Linked DNA regions of Xenopus laevis: region 1 is linked to region 2. A link is a contact called in public Hi-C data. All regions are on one chromosome and are shown on one strand. Each heading gives the region's core, a stretch centred on a gene start, on an enhancer-like site or on the middle of the called end of the contact. The rest is flanking DNA. Distances are from core to core; before and after follow the strand shown.

What was found. Hi-C and Micro-C count contacts between places; a contact is called where the count stands out from the background.
Region 1: a contact with region 2 is called in a Hi-C map of animal cap, with 4 times the contacts expected there. The contact joins the promoter of LOC121397070 here to the enhancer-like site in region 2. A contact is called at or near these places in 3 of 4 Hi-C or Micro-C datasets (the XL177 cell line, the XTC cell line and animal cap).

What each region holds. Positions count from the first base shown.
Region 1 is chr8L:74,860,566-74,865,593 of Xenopus_laevis_v10.1, reverse strand. LOC121397070 (stonin-2-like) reads left to right here and starts at 2,694. Exons shown (of 7, transcript XM_041572999.1): 1 at 2,694-2,811.
Region 2 is chr8L:74,820,891-74,825,851 of Xenopus_laevis_v10.1, reverse strand. LOC121397070 (stonin-2-like) reads left to right here. Exons shown (of 7, transcript XM_041572999.1): 5 at 3,796-4,961. Among protein-coding and RNA genes, the nearest start is that of gtf2a1.L, 25 kb to the right of the region's middle. Within about 2 kb of position 2,886, at least 1 of the 7 cell types and tissues checked has an H3K27ac peak or open chromatin away from gene starts, as enhancers often do.

The sequences.
Region 1 (5,028 bases), core at 1,445-3,944, 40 kb before region 2:
GCCTTTAGGTGGCATACTTCACTTAAAGAACCTCCAGGCTCATGTGAAATTCCAGTGAATATTGCAAACTGGTCATACAGGTGCAGAGTTTTGCTGCTTACACATGTATTGGGCCAAAAGATAGCATCTCTAATTCATATCTGTTATGGGCTCATTTAACTATTGATTAAGGCTTTACACACAGCATTTTTTGTGCATTTAGAAAAGCATGCTAAACATTTAAAAACACAAATGTTGCATTTTATGTGATATTTGTAAAGTGCATTTTTTTTGTCAGTTCCAAACACCATCCTAGTTTATATTGCTTTCTAAACACATGTCAAGCACCCATCTGTAAGAGTCCCTAGAAACCTGGAAAATGCCTTTTGATTGGGAATCTCATTAGGCCATAATTGCCAATTGGGTCTGTATAGCCCCCCCCCCCCCAAAATTGTGCTCACAAATAATCCCACTGACCAAATTGTTGGCTAAATCAGTATATATCCACTAACCTGGTGATTTGCTAAATCCTTTAAAACCTTTGTTTTAAATCATCAGTTTATTGTGGGTACTTATGTTGCAATTCGTGTTTTCTACAAATTCTCAAAAGATCCACTAATAGACTTTCCAGCTGATGACTGTGGAGGGACAGTATGAATGAATCCAGATTCCGTGTAGCAACTTAGGTGGTGCTCTATCTGGGAACTGTTGCTCAGGGGTTCCAAGTAGAACCAGAACAAGAATGAAATCAGATGGCACTCACACACTCATTCGCAATTTGCTGAATATTCTTGGTGTATTGGAATCTTAATAAACCAAGAATATTCAGTACATTTTGCATGTGTGTATGCCATCTGATTTCTTTCTTGTTCTGGTTGACTGTGGAGGGATCCTGGGAGTTACGGTCCAGAAACTTTACAGCCCTTGGGTCTCTGCTTTCTGGACATTGCATAACATCTATACAAGTCTAAATAGGGTTCATTTGTCAGAGGTACAGCTTTAACTGTAAGATGCAGCAGCATATCTAGTAGTCATAGACAAAACGTCAAAGATTCAAAGGAAAAGGAACTCGAGCAGATTGACTGCAAAACATTTATTCCAGGTAGTGTTTTTTCTTGAAGGGTAAGGGCACACTGGGTGATTCGGGAGATTTAGTCACCTGGCGACTAATTGCCTCGTCTTTGCGGCGACCAATCTCCCCGAATGCCTTACCTCTGTCTTGTGCTGGCTTAAATGAAAAATCGCCTGTGGCATGGTACATGCAGTGCTTCATATTCCGAAGTTGCATGAAGCTGCCTTGCGAGGAAACTTCAGGTGACTTTGGAGTATGTCACCCGAAGCGACGCGTGTGCCATGCCACAGGCGACTTTTCATTTTAGCCAGCACAAGACAGAGTTAAGGCATCCGGGGAGATTGGTTGCCACAAAGACGTGGCGATTAGTCGCCAGGCGACCGAATCGCCCAGTGTTACCCTACCCTAAATCTTTGATGTTTTGTTTATTCAACTGAGCTGCTGCACAGAGCAACCAGAGTAAATTGGACATATAACTTTCATTGTTTTGTACAGTCAGACCACCAACCCCATTCTGTGCTCTAGTAGTGATAGGTCTGAATCATCTCAGCTTGCTAAGTAATATGTGATTTAGAAATACTGGTAGTGCACTTCTTTATATAATATAATTTGGTGGTGCTCATTGCAGGGGGTCAACTGTAAACTCCCCAATTAATGAACAATTAAAGAGAAGAGGGGGACTCAAGAAACTCCTTATCAGGGGCACAGAAAAATGCAGGACTCCTGATGAGGAGCCCCAGTTTTTTTGGGAAGGAGCAGGATGACATGCATTGGATTCCTATGTAACAATAAAAGCATATATTTATATTTTCTGCCATTATTCTGTCTAAAAGCTGGTCTTAGTTGCCGACTCTGTAAACTGTTCTAAATTGATACATTTAGTTGATACATGTCTTATCTTTGTCCCTGCTGAGCAAAATCTCTGGGTTTCATTACAGGCAGCTGTTAGAATTGATACAATAGTTGCTAATACGCCAGAGATGCTGCTGAGAAATGTGGCAAAATTGTAACAGTTCTGAATCGGCAACTGAATTACTGAGCTGAATTACTGAAACACCAGAGACAGGGACATTCTACTTAAATTGTGCAAAAAAATTAAAGCAAAAAATAAAGCATGGAAACCAACTGAAAAAAAAATCTTTATTTCTGTTGAACAATCTGAAAACTAAACTGAAAAAATAGTTTGGAAGGTGAATACCCTTTAAGCTTTTGCTTGTTTTTTTTTTTTTTAGCTTTGCTGGTGCACATTATATCTACTTGCCAGTCTCACCTGAGATATAATCACTAGTCTGAAATGTGTTGGCTTTTATTGTGGCTCAATAACTGATTTACACACGAGACATTATAAAAAGCAAGTATCCCTATCACTTCCCACCCTTATAGGACCTCTTTATGATATTCAGAGGGGCATGGGGATTTGTAGCTTACTAGTATCAGTCTGTGAAGCTGCAGCACTGGGGCGCTAACGTCTTTGCCTGTATATGTTGAGCTATAAAATCCTGTGCTGTTTACAAACCCACTCAAGCTTCATGCCCGACACTTGCACAGCTCAGCTCTGCTGCCAGGACACATACACGGGGTTAAAGCATCAGCCCTTTTGTCCAGATGTTCGGATAGAACCAATCAGCAGGTGTTTACACGGAGGAGGCGGGGCCTAGAGATCTCGGTCTCTCCGGCTCACAGTTCCGAGTTGGTTCGTGGAGGCGTTTTGTCTGAACAGTGTCCTGCTGGGAGAGGGTTCGTGTGGGCACAGGGGGTAGGTAAGTGCAGTGGCATCAGTTGGCACATGGATATGGAGAGCTGGGTCGAGCTCTGTAACAACATAAGACTTTGATCAAAACCTGTGAAGTCGCTGAGTACTTCATTTCCTTAGTACCCAAGAACCTCATTTAAGTAGAGCTATTACACCCCTGTACTACCTTATCTCTGAACTACCTTGAAGGAAATAATAAGCTGTTCAGTCTGGCAGATCCAGTTAAAGTGCCAGCTGACTGACTGCCACTCCTAAATGCCACATACAACTGCAGGTAGGTAACCTTACTAACCGATGCCCGCACGGTGTCATTGTAGCTCAGCCCAAAGTATGGGGCCAAAAATGAACACTGAAATATATCTTCTAATGGTTTCATACAAAAAGTGTGTCCAGGGAATTGTGATGAGACAAATGCACTGGTGTCTGTGGGATGAAGTACTCAGGGTATGGCCATAAGGTTACTGTGCAATACATTTAGGGTATTTACTAGAGTGTTTATTTAGTTGTGTATTTTGGGTTTATTTAGGTGGGATGCATGCTGTCATGTCTATGGTACTGGATGCTATGTGCAGGTTTAGTTAACAGTGGGTGATATATGCATTCTATTTGAAAGACAAGTGAGAGACATGATTTGTCCATTTCATGTAGAGAGTGTTTAGGGGGAATGATGTCTTGTGACATGGTGTTTTAGGCAAAGGTCTGTATTCTATGGAAGCGGGTCTTTTGAATTTAGGAACCTTAAGAGGCATCAAGATGCATATAGTTTATGCCAAAATTGATACTGGATATAGTGTATTAAAGATCTTTGGTAAATGTATTTATTTCATATTCTTTACATTTAGAAATATGTGTGGGAACTGACATATTGCATGTCTTGGCTGAGGTATTCTCAAATCCTAGAAATAGTAATTTGTTATGACAGCACCCACGCATGTAAATAAAGGCAAATATGTAGTGTAGGAAGGTTCTGTTCTCATGGTTATTTATTCCTTTATACGTAAGGGTCGGTAGCAGTTGTGAGATAGCAAAAGTGAGATACACAGGGTGTGCTCTTTGATAAAGATGTACCAACATATGTGGGTGCTCATTTATTAGTATATAGTAATGACAAGTCTAAAGCAACTGGAATTTGAGTAATTTTGAACATTACTGATAAAGTTCAGTCTTAACACAACTAGAACAGACCCGAACTGGCAGTCTGTGAATTCTGGCAAATGTCATAGGCAGTCATTGTTTTTTGGACTAGGCCAGATGGACACTGGGAAAAAACCTTGTGGGCCCCACCCACCAAGATCTGCTCCCAGCTCTGCTCCCTGATCTCCCCTATTGGCGTGAAGAAAAAAAGGTAAGTGCCGGACAGGGGCTGGTGGAGGGGGGTTAGGCCTGATGTGGGGGGGTGTATGGGGTCCCTCTGACACGGCAACCCCCAGTCCAATGCTGTGGGCCACTTTGTGCCTGAAATGCCAGGGCCTATTTTTGAATCCCAGTCCAGACCTGAACTAAATATAGTCTATATCAAGACCTGGATAATGAAAACCTTCACAGACTTGGTGCTGAAGTAGCACAAAATCCCCCCCCCCCCCCCAAAATGCATTTATATAATTTTTTTTTATTAATTGCACTAGGTAAAAGTTGCTGCAAAATTTAGCACTGGTTCATATATTTTTGAAAGTTACACAATTCTTGTCATACAGTCCAGGGCCACTCGGCCTACTGAGAGAAAGTGAGGACCAAGGAGGAAGCTTGACACAGGCCAAAAGTCCAATAACACAGTTTCCAGAGGGATAAAAAGATTGTGGTTAAAAACAGGCAATTGGACAGGACATCAGAGGCCGGATGTGGGCTCATCTTTCTGTTTAGCCACTCTACATACTTACTTGAGGGAGTGACAAGGTAGGGTCAGGGTCAGTTGCAGAGTGTTAGGCCCCTCTGAAGATTGTGGAGGAGGGGGTGGACCCAAGTTGTTACACCACTGATTTAAATACACAGTTGATACCTCAGGATAAAAGTGGTTAATAACTGGAAAAAGATTTCTGGAGAATACTTATGTGGTCTGCCCTGCTAGAAGATCAATTAGGATGAGATTTGTGGCAAAAAAGAATATTCAAGATATTCTTAAATCAACAGAATAACTGAGACAATTTTTGATGCTTTCCTATATATGTTACCTTGTTCTGAACTACGAGGGGCCCTGACCAAAGGCTGTATCTCCAATGTACCTGAA
Region 2 (4,961 bases), core at 1,637-4,136:
AAGAGAGTCTGCACTAAAGTGCAAAGAACAGTAACAAGGTGCAGCAAATGGTAGGGATAGGCAGCAGATGCCTAGGGTGCAAGAGAGGAGGGGTGCAGGGACTAAAGTGACTTTGTGCTTATGGGTGGGGGGTTAGCTTGTTTGTAAGTCAGCATTTTGCAGGGAGAGTGACCAGGGACACAGACTGAATAATAGTGACCGGGGGGGGGTGTTATCCTGGGCTCAAATACTACTTGATCCAGCTCTGAATATCGTGTTTGCATCGGTATCCTCCCACACTCAAAAGAAAACATATAGGCAGGTTATTTGGGTTGTGATAAAAATTGATCCTAGTGTTTGTGAATGTGATAGGGACCTTAGGTTGTAATCTACAATGGGGCAGGATGTGAATGATGTGTAACCTCTGTGAAGTGCTGGGTAAATGTCAGGAATATATTAAGACCATGAGTTAAATAAATGGTATTAAAATAAAAATGCATTGGTGGACAAAAAAATAAAGTATGTACAGGCAGGTGACTGTGAAAGCACTGGTCAGGTCATAACAGGCTTGTTTCAATGATAGATTTAAACCTGATCAGTTATCTGCGATTTATAAGGAACCTTGAAGCCTGAGATCTATTTATAAAGAGATTAAGCAGGGACCAGTCAACAGGAACAGGGCAGCTGTCCCTGCTCTTCTGTCAAAACCGGCTGAGTCACCCCCATCTCCTCTCCTTTCAGTAAACAAGCATAATCTACTTCTGTATCAGAACACCTAGGTATCTTTATTTCCACAATTAACATGATGACATTAGGGAAATGTTACATACATGGTGGCAGCACAGGGAAGAAAACATGAAAGCACTGGTTAATAAAATATCAGTTAATAAATGTGTATTTTGTACATATCTGTCCTTCCCATAGAGATCTTGCTGTGTGTTTAGCTCAGGAAGGATCACAGTGCGATTCAGCTTTTATAGTTTGTTATGTTCCCAGATTGCAAGTTCCTACACCAAGGACCCACCTGTTACACTGGCCGGTGAATGCTACATTACTTGTTCTATTATCTCTTTTTTGTATAGCATAGCCTGAAATGGTGTTGTGTAAATAAATAAATAAACATAACCTTCTGGTTTGTTTTTTGCAGTGTCCTTGGCAGGGTATTTGACCCATCATTTCAACTGAAAGGGCTATTTGCCAAATTTTAGGGAATGTGTGTGTAATAATGAGTCATTGGAATAACATGGGGCCTCCTGCTTCCCACCCTGTGCTTGAACACAGGGCACACACCCCTTTTACTTCTTTTTCACTATGTTAGCAGTGATCTGGCATTTGTATATGTAGACCCATAGAATAGTCTGTATATATATATATATATATATATATATATATATTTAATATGTGTATTAATAAAGGAAGGTCGAAAACAAGTGACAGTGAAAATGTATCCTGTTTAGATGGTTGCCTCTTTATTTTGTAATTAATTATGAAGCCATTACCACAAGTTTTACATATAGGGTAATAGCAGATGGGATGTTTTGATGCCCATGCTTAATCTGCCCTAGCATGGGCAACAAAATGATTATGGGTGGCAAAACAGGCATGTGTTTAACTACTGGTAGATTATTTCATTCTTCGTATTTGTGTCCATTTGCTTACGCCTAATGTTGCTGAGGGCCAGTAAGCAGGTACTTCGTATACCATGAGCCGAGACCACAGGGTTAAATTAAGAAGACTCCTGGGGGCAAATTCACTAAGATGCGACGTTGCGCCAGGCGCAACTTCGCCGCTCTTCGCCAGGCGTAGTTTCGCCAGCGGTTCGCAAATTCACTAAAATCCGAAGTTGCGCACAGGGGTAGCGTAAGGTTGCGGAGTTGCGCTAGCGTTGTTTCGCTATATAAAGCGAAGTTGCGCTAGCGAAGGCTAATTTGCATACGGCGCGAAATTCAAATTTCAATGGAGGAACACGTATCTGCACTACAAATGCCTAGAAAACCTTCAAATCTGCAAATAAAAATTTTATTTTGCCCTACACATGTGCCCACTGTCTAGGTAAGTTGCCATGAGTCAGGAAAAGTAGGGGGGAGGAAGGGGAGCCCCAAAAAATTTTCGATTTTTTACAGCCTATCAGCCATCATGTAGAAAACACGCCAGCGTTTTTTGGGACTTAGAAAAAAAATTGACTTTTTTTGAAACAATCCCTATCTACTCTATTGCGCTTCGCCAGGTCTGAGGTGGCGAAGGAAGTCTAGCGTAAAAGGTAGCGTTCACTACACTGCGCAAGTTAGTGAATTTGCGTAGTTTCGTCGCTAGCGAAGATTCGCCTGGCGTAAGGTTGCGAAGTAACACTGGCGAAACTACGCCAGCGTTCGTTAGTGAATTTGCGCAGTAGCGAAAATGTCAAACGCTAGCGAATTAACGCTAGCGTTCGGCGCTTCACGCCTTAGTGAATTTGCCCCCTAGAGTGATAAGGGGCACAAAATGGCACCTCTTAGTGCTCAATCAAACAGCACTTGTGTCCACAGTCTTACTGCGTTCTGCAGCCTACCATAGGGAAAGGCACCTACGTGCCTTTCAACATTTGCCTCTCATGAATATATTGCTGCCAAAGTAGGCATAGCTAGATTCATGAGTAATGCACAGGTCCTTGAGCTCCGCATGTGTTTACAGCTATGGTCAGGGTGCAGAGGATGAAAAACATGGTAGTTTGCCCCTGTTTTTTGCATGTTGCACCCTGCCCCACCATCAGTATATGAGTCCCAAATTAATCTGTGGATAAATAGTAGAATGTATTACATGCAAGTAGTGAGGAAGGCAAGGACAGCCATAGCAGCAGCAGCAGCAGCAAAGAAACATTCTGTAATGCTTTATGTAACTTACCAACAACCTACAAATCCCAAGTGTAAAGGTTAACAAAGAATGATAGAATTCAAGCAGAACCCCACTTGCTGACAATGAAGATGCTTCCTGCACATGACCTTCTATCTATCAGCAGCACAGCTGAATAGCCCGTGAGTCGCTCTTCCTCTGTTTCATTATCACCACAGGCAGCCCCAACTCAGGTCATTGACTCTTCCTGAATTCCAGAATGTGCTGTAGCAGAGGTCATAGTTCCTGTTGTTCTGGCTGAAAGTGTCTGAGAATCTTCCTGCAAGGAAAAATTACTACTGTCATGTTTATATAGCATTATGAAATGTAATGTACATAACTACTTGTGAGTTTTCCAAGACCAGGATGTGCATCAGTTATCATGCTTCTAATACATTTGTACAATGTTGTTTTTATTGCTCATTACAAAACAATGAGTTCTGTTCAAAATGGGGAAATGCAAAGAAGGATATACATTTAGACTGACACAATGTATGAAAGGACCATGTTGAGAGCTATTAGTTTAGACTGTGCATTCTACAGTTCAGTTACAACTTTTCAGGATTTATCTTGTTAGATAATTCTAGTGTGTAAAGTATTTTACCATGTCATTTATCTAATCTGAAAAACAAACAACAAGTTTTAATAATTCATTATGTAGGTGTATTCATGATAGTTAAATTGAACCATTGAGAGCGGATGTCTGTGACTGTATTACCCTTGAGTTGAAGAAGCTGCTCAGATGAGTTGTGGAATGCTTTCAAGATTACACAGCAAGTCCAGTTGCCATAGACAATACTAGATACTATATATCATAAAATGGATAAATTAAAACCTTTATAGACTTCGAGAATAATACATCAAATTTTGTACTGATTTCTGAATATGTTAAAGTAGCACTAAATAAAAATAATATTCTAATTTATCTTATCTCATCCCATTCTACAGACAATTCCTCTTCTTTTCAAGAGGATGAGGACTTAGATATGGAAAACCTTGGCTGCTCCATCAGTAGTTTCTCCATAAACGGGCATACAGACTCACCAACAAAGTCTACATTTCGAAACTGGGTCACCTTTGAAGATGAGGTTGTTTCACCTTCTCCAAAAGACTCCAACCAGAAACAACAGGAAAGTCCAAAATCCTCCTTTAAAAAAAGGGAACGGCCTAAAAGTTCACTGGTTGATTTCCAAAGAGCACAAAGACTTGATTTTAAATCACTACACAGACAACTCTCTTTAAATTCCCCTCCTACAAAAACTCCTAATCCATTTCACGATGAAACATTGAAGAATGTCCTACCCTCCCCAATAAATCCCTTCAGTTCTTATTTTGAAAAGCAAGAAAAACTTTCTGAGTGCTCCTCTGTATCCAGTGATCAGGAACCATGCCAAAGAAATTTCACTTCTCTTCTCTCTGAAGAACTTGATACTGAACAATTTGAGGACTATCGGAAAAAAACCTTGCAAGCTGATGCTGTAGAGTGCCTCAAGCAGATTCAACTGGAAGACCCAGATTCTCCTGGTAGTCCAACTTTGCCGGATGATCCTCTAAAAGATGTTGATACTATTGGTCCTTCTTTAAGCTTCACTAAACCTCAGCCAAAGGATGGCTGGTCAATGATGCTGAGAATACCAGAGAAGAAGAATATCATGTCTTCCAGACATTGGGGTCCCATATATGTCAAGGTTACGGAATCTGGTATCCTGCAACTTTTCTATGAAAAGGGTCTGGAGAAACCCTTCAGAGAATATAAACTTGAGCAGAATCATGAGATATCAGAACCCAAACTCCAGAATTATGATGAGAATGGGAGGATTCACACAATTAGGATTGATAAAGTTATATACAGAGAAAAACGGAAATACCAACCTATGCCTTTAGTTACTCACACAGGAGAAAAGGAGCAGGTAGTCAAACTAGGTACCACAGACTATTCTGACTTCATTAGTTTTATTGCTAATATCCAAGACATTTTGTTTATGCTACCAGCCACAATAGATCTTAGCACTGTGCACCAAAATTACACTGAAGAAGATATCACTGTGGATGTAAGAGATGAATTCCACGGAATACTGGGCAAGGGAGATAACCAACTCATTCTTCATTCTGTA